Linked DNA regions of Ovis aries: region 2 is linked to region 1. A link is a contact called in public Hi-C data. All regions are on one chromosome and are shown on one strand. The core of a region is the stretch at or near the end of the contact, and the rest is flanking DNA. Distances in the headings are between cores, read along the strand shown. Region 1 has its middle 48 kb from the start of PHLDA1. Region 2 holds the start of PHLDA1 (pleckstrin homology like domain family A member 1).

What was found. A called contact is a pair of places that touch in the nucleus more often than the background predicts.
Region 2: a Hi-C map of liver shows a contact between it and region 1, with 3 times the contacts expected there. The contact joins the promoter of PHLDA1 here to the enhancer-like site in region 1. A contact is called at or near these places in 4 of 16 Hi-C or Micro-C datasets (liver, skin fibroblasts and tail adipose tissue).

What each region holds. Positions count from the first base shown.
Region 1 is chr3:112,017,859-112,020,961 of ARS-UI_Ramb_v3.0, reverse strand. No RefSeq gene overlaps it. Among named protein-coding and RNA genes, the nearest start is that of PHLDA1, 48 kb to the left of the region's middle. Within about 2 kb of position 1,506, at least 18 of the 54 cell types and tissues checked have an H3K27ac peak or open chromatin away from gene starts, as enhancers often do. A contact at or near this core is called in liver and tail adipose tissue, where this site is marked.
Region 2 is chr3:112,065,752-112,068,854 of ARS-UI_Ramb_v3.0, reverse strand. It overlaps PHLDA1 (pleckstrin homology like domain family A member 1), which reads left to right and starts at 1,457. Exons shown (of 2, transcript XM_012173944.4): 1 at 1,457-2,670; 2 at 3,085-3,103. The coding sequence starts at 1,463. The coding sequence ends at 2,644.

The sequences.
Region 1 (3,103 bases), core at 257-2,756:
ACCTGGTAGTGACTAATCTCCTTTCTCTAAAGAAGCTGATTTCTGCTGGAGTGGGTGGGAATGCCACAGTGGCCAGAGTCGGGGTACGCGGGAGGTGGAAAGGAGAGGAAAGGCTCTAAGGTCGGCTCCGATCTGCATTCGTGACCCGTGACTGGACCATATTTGGTATCCAATGTCCTCCATCAACCTGAGTCACCAAGCTCAGGTCAGAGTTCTGCTTTAAGCTGTGTGGCCTAAGAGTGCCTAATTCCCACTCTCCTAACCAGCCAGGGCAAGGTTTTGTAGCTGAGTGCATCCTGGGGGTAAAAGCTTGGGTGATGCTTTTGGGAGGGATGGTATATTCTCTTGTGATAAGGTGTATAGAAGCTGTACTGCCTTTCTTAGACCCTTACGAGAAAAATTACACTAGAAAGCTCACCTGGGGTGGAGGGAAATGGGGACTTTGAACTTTACAGCTCAGCAGGGAACTGAGGACTTTGAACTTTACAGCTCACCTATTTCCTTGCTTTTGGTGGGTTACTGGAGAGGCTGAGAGCAATCTCGCTTCCAAGTATAGTCCTTGAATGCACTTTTGATCAGTAATGTAGGCCATTAGACGCTTTCTGTCTGGTCCCTTAGAGGGATTTTTTTTTTCCTTTTGTGGGCATCTTTTTTTTCCTACTTTGTTCATGTTTTTGGATGAACTCTATTTAGCTCTTTAATTAACATTTTGAAGGCATCCTGAGTAGGCTGAAGAATGAAATCACCACCTGATGTATTGGACTAGGGCTGTAGATCATTCTTTAGATTGTGTTAAGACTTCTCTGCCAGTTATTATAAACTCTCTGCCTTTCTGAATGCAGACACTGGGCTCCCACCTTCTTCATCGTAAATGATTCTGTCAAACTCATTGCAACTGTCATCCTCACATGAGTTTGGCCTACTTCTAAGCAAGTAAAGCAAATTCTCCGAATGTCAAACTTACGATGGAGATCTAAGGGGCATCCAGATCATTGCTCTCCTCTATTCTACCCCTCCTACCCCACCCCAGCAACTGGTGGGAGGGGTCCCGATAACTGTTGTCAGCAGAGGCCAGTGGATCCTGCCTAAGTGTCTTCAATGCCAGTTCAACTGCTATTTTTTTAAATTTTTTATTTAATATATTGGAGCATAGCTGATTAGCAATGGTGACTCAGCCATATACACACATGTATCCATTTCCCCCAAACCCCTCCCATCCAGGCTGCCACATAACACTGAGCAGAGTTCGCCATTCCATGCCGTGGTTGGTTATCCATTTTCAATATATCAACTGCCAGGTTCCTTGTAGCAGGAAATGAGTGCTTATCCGTACTCTCAGCTCCTGAGCTGCACTATCCAGACCTGGTTGTCTCACCGTCCTCTGCCAGTGGATTTACATCATTATTTGTGCCCCGTGTGACTGCCCTGTCTCCAGCTCTGTTGAGACTGTCTGTGGGTGGTTTCCCTTTACTGGGATGACAAGGGCAAAGGTCAGAAACTTCCATGATTCATTTCCTTTTTGCTACACGCAGCGTATGGTTTTCTGGGTGAGTCACTCAGATGCCAAACACAGGAGGGATTTTCTTCACATAGAGGCCCCGAGGCTCCGCTATGCCCTGAACTAGAAGAACTGAGTTCTTAATATCATCTTAAAACTTTGTATTTATTCTGATGAGTTCATAACCCTGTTTGTAGCCCCTGTCTTTGTGTCTGATGACTGATTTTGTGAACACTGCCTACTCCATGGAGAACTTTCTGGCGTCTTGTGAATTCCAAGTGATTTCTGACTTTAGAATAGTTACTCTCTTAAAAAAACATACCCCAAACATACTCCAGTATTTAAAGAATCTCTGGTATGCCGTCTATACTGGAGCATTAACCGCAGTCTCCTATGCTGCCTCAAAAACCCTCCCTCCTCTCTTTCTTCCAGAATAACAATCTATGGCAAGAACATAGACCTCAACAGAGGACGATGTTTAAAAGCCTACTCTGCAGTAAGGTGTCTTTTCCTCAGTGAAGGGCGGGTTATATTTTCTTTCTTTAACCTTCTGAAAATTATGAAATAGAGTATATAAACAGAAAACAGAAACGCAGTATAATCAATAATTACAAAGTGAACACCCCTCAATCAAGGAAGGGAACAGGGCCAGCCCCGAAGCCCCTCCTTTGTTTGCCTTCCAGACCACACTCCCTCCTTCCCTTCTAGAAGTCACCTCTAGCCTGGCTTTGGTGATAGTCACTTCCTGGCTTTCCTGACCACCTGTTTTGTAAGGTTATTATTTTCTAAAGCAGTATCACGTCTATCTTCTGCCGGCGGCACTGTGTCGTGCCTTTGTTGTAAGTAGTGACCACAGGCTGGAGTGTATACAGCGTATACACCCTGTTCTCTTCCTTCCCCGCAAACCCCCAAGACCTGCTGATCTGTGTTTTCTGTGTCGTGAAGTAGCAACATTCTGGTATGCACATGTTGAAAATAATGACAGTGGAGAGATGAAGCAAGCGTGAACCTTCCCGTGGCCGTTCTCCCACATTCTGGGTTTTCTGAACTGCCTGCCCGTGTGGTTCGATGCTTCGGTTGTGGCTCTTTGCGACCCCATGGGCAGGTGCCCTCCAGGCACCTTTGTCCGTGGGACTCTCCAGGCAGGGATACTGGAGTGGGCTCCCATGCCCTCCTCCAGGGGTGCTTCCCACCCCAGGGATTGGACCCGTGTCTCCTAACATCTCTTGCACTGGCAGGCAGGTCCTCTACCACTGGGGCCACCTGGGAAGAAAGTAGAGTTAAATGATTTTGTGATGGGAAATAGGAGATTTCCTCTTTAATTTCCCTGGGAAATAGCCCAGAAAGTTCTAAAATATGCAGAACTTGGACATGAAAAATACCCAGTTACTTTGTCCTGGACTACCCCCTGCCCTTTGCTTCCTTCTTGCAGAACAATCGTGCCATTTCAAATACTTCATCACACTCTTCGTTGCAACTCATGCCGTGGATTCTTTGACTTTCTTTGTTCTGACACATTCTCTGTTGAGCTAGAAACAAAGGTAAGCGGGAATGGGACTTAAAACCTCATTCTTAACATTTTTCTTACACTGTCTTTCTCTATTT
Region 2 (3,103 bases), core at 208-2,707, 48 kb before region 1:
TTAATCGCCTTTCTCCTACCAAGACTGCTCATCTATCAACAGTGTGAAGGCCCTGAGGATGCTAAGTGCAGTTCAGTGGGTGTCAGGACTGCGCTGGAATTGTTTTCTGTGCTGAAACGTTCCTTCCATCAAGATTCGGGACCCTCCCGTGATTAAAAGTTATCCTTTGTTCTCGATTACCTTGGGATGAACCTCGAATTTCTTAAGCGTGACACAAAGAATTTGACTCTTGAGGGGTTCTCCAAGCTCATGTGTCGCTTCTTCCCCCTTGAATTCTTTGTTCCAGCCAGATGACAGACACTACGGATGAACTCAGCTCTCCTTCCTTCTTGGGCACAAGTAGCACCCTTTCCTGGTACCCTGGCCGACTCCGACTTGTCCATCCCTCATTTCTTTCTTTTGTGTAATTCATATTTTTCAGGGTGGGTATATAGTTGGGATTCTCTAGTACATTTCCTTAAGAGGTTTGGTTTCGGTTTATGCTCTTTAATCTTTGTTTCCCAGAGTTTCTATAGAAATTGCTTAAATGGAGTAGGAGGGAGCTAGGGGCGAGCACAGAATGACCTTCCCCAGGGTTACAGATAAGTGAGATTAGGAGAGATATGACCTGTTGGGCGTTTGCAAAGGGACGGGTCCGCGGAGGCCAACCCACCCTTCGGAGGTTAACCCACCCTTCTGAGGTTAAAGTGCGGAATCTCAGAACCGGATGTTACCGCAATTTGCAGTTACTCTTGTAAGAGACTGCAGGCTGTACGGATGGGTCAAGAGGAAGCCTAAGGGCTTGTGTCACGTAAGATAAGGAGTGCTTGCGCTCCAGGCTCGAAAAAAGGAAGGCGAAATGTCATTTCTAGTGGGTTCCCTTCTATCCACTCCAAAAGGGACAGACGGTTGCTCTTAACAATCGCGCGCTCTAAGAAGAGCTGGGTAGTGGCCGTAAGCGAGTGTGAGTGTAAAGACACCATTTCCTCTCGCCCTTTGCGCACTAAGATGTCTACGTGGGGTCCGGGGGAGGCACAGTTCGCGGGACTCCGCGGCGTGCGAACCTCAGCCCCAGTTCCTCGCTGGCCCAGGCCTGGAGCGGGCTCTGCGAGATTTCGGAACCCAGCGCGAGTCCTCAGGGCGAGTTCCGGAGCGCAGAGGGTCCGCCTGGCGTGCCTGGCGGTCTGGCAACTGCGCCCACCTGGGCAGTCCCGTGCCCACCCGAGGCTCTCCGCAGAGAGCCCCGCCGGGCGGAGAGGCGCGACGGCTGGAGATGGCCTCTCGGCGCCCTCTGCGCGTCGGCATTCTTCGCCCGGCAGTCGGGGCGCCCTCAGCCGCGGCCCCGGGCGGAGGAGACGAGTTTCCGGGGCTCGCGTCCCGGCCGCCAGCCTGGGGAAGGAGCGCGGAAGCGAGTGGGCGGCGGGAGGCGGGGCGCGGGGCGCGGGGGGCGTGGACCGGCCGGCTTTGGAAAGGCCCCAAGTGAATGAGGCGCGCGCCGGCGGCAGAGCGCCTCTCCAAGCTGGGCTTTCCCCCGCGGCGCGGGCGCCAGGAGCCGCCTTTTCCGCTGGGTGTCACTCGGGGGTGGGGGATATGGCCCATTCAAAAGCGCCGCGAGGGGGCCCGGCCAGTGCCCTTCAGTGAGCGCTCGCAAGAGGACGGCGGAGCCCCGGCGGCTCGCAGCTCCGGGACCTTGTGGCGCATCAGGACGCGGCTGCCCTGCTGCCCGGACCCCGAGCCGCCGCCGCCGCCGCCGCCGCCCTGCTTTCTGCGCGTTAGCCTCCTCTGCGCGCTCCGGCCCGGAGGCCGCGGGAGCCGTTGGGGCGAGGACGGCGCGCGGCTGCTGCTGCTGCCCCCGACCCGGGCGGCTGGAAGCGGAGAGGCCGAGCCGAGCGGCGGCGCCCCCTATGCCGGGAGGATGTTGGAGAGCAGCGGCTGCAAGGCGCTGAAGGAGGGCGTGTTGGAGAAGCGCAGCGACGGGCTGCTGCAGCTCTGGAAGAAGAAGTGCTGCATCCTCACCGAGGAGGGGCTGCTGCTCATCCCACCCAAACAGCTGCAACACCACCAGCAGCAGCAGCAGCAGCAACAGCAGCCCGGGCAGGGTTCGGTCGAGCCGTCCCAACCCGGAGGCCCCGCCGTGGCCAGCCTCGAGCCGCCGGTCAAGCTCAAGGAATTGCACTTTTCCAACATGAAGACCGTGGACTGCGTGGAGCGCAAGGGCAAGTACATGTACTTCACCGTGGTGATGGCTGAGGGCAAGGAGATCGACTTTCGGTGCCCGCAGGACCAGGGCTGGAACGCCGAGATCACGTTGCAGATGGTGCAGTACAAGAATCGCCAGGCCATCCTGGCGGTCAAGTCCACGCGGCAGAAGCAACAGCACTTGGTCCAGCAACAGCCTCCGCAGCCGCAGCCGCTTCAGCCCCAAAGCCAAGCCCAGCCGCAGCCTCAGTCCCAAGCCCAGCCGCAGCCCCAACCCAAACCGCAGCCCCAGCCCAAACCCCAGGCTCAGCCGAAGCCGCAGCCGCAGCCGCTTCATCCGTACCCGCATTCGCACCCTCACCCGCACCCGCACCCGCACGCGCACCCACTACCGCACCCGCACCCACCGCCGCTCTCGCAGGCGCACGGCCACCGGCTCCTCCGCAGCACCTCCAACTCGGCCTGAAGAGGGCAGCACCCGGCCCGAACGCGGTAAGGTCGGCGCGGGTCCGGGGAGCGGCTCTGGGGGTGTCAGAGCCGGAAGCCTGCTCACGGGTTCGGCTCTTGGGTGGGCAAGGGAGCAATGAACCTGGGTTTCTGGGAGGTGGAGAGAAGGGCACAGGCTGCAGGCAGCAGAGGCCGGGCGGGGAGGGCAGGCTGAGGAACGCGCGCTGGGCGGGAAGGTGCCCGCAGCGCCGCCGACCCGCCCGCGTCCGGGACGCGCGCCCCCGGCCCCGGCCGCGCCGCCGGCCGTCTCCTGGCGCGCTCGGCGCCGCTGGACTGCGGGCACTCGAGGGAGCGACCCCGGTGTTTGTCTTAGCTCCTTTGTCCGCGGGCCGGATGCCAAGAGAACTGGGCTGGTAGGAATCCGAGCTTCTCACTTCCGTCCGTGTCATTTCTTTTCAGGTTTTGGGGACCTGAGGAA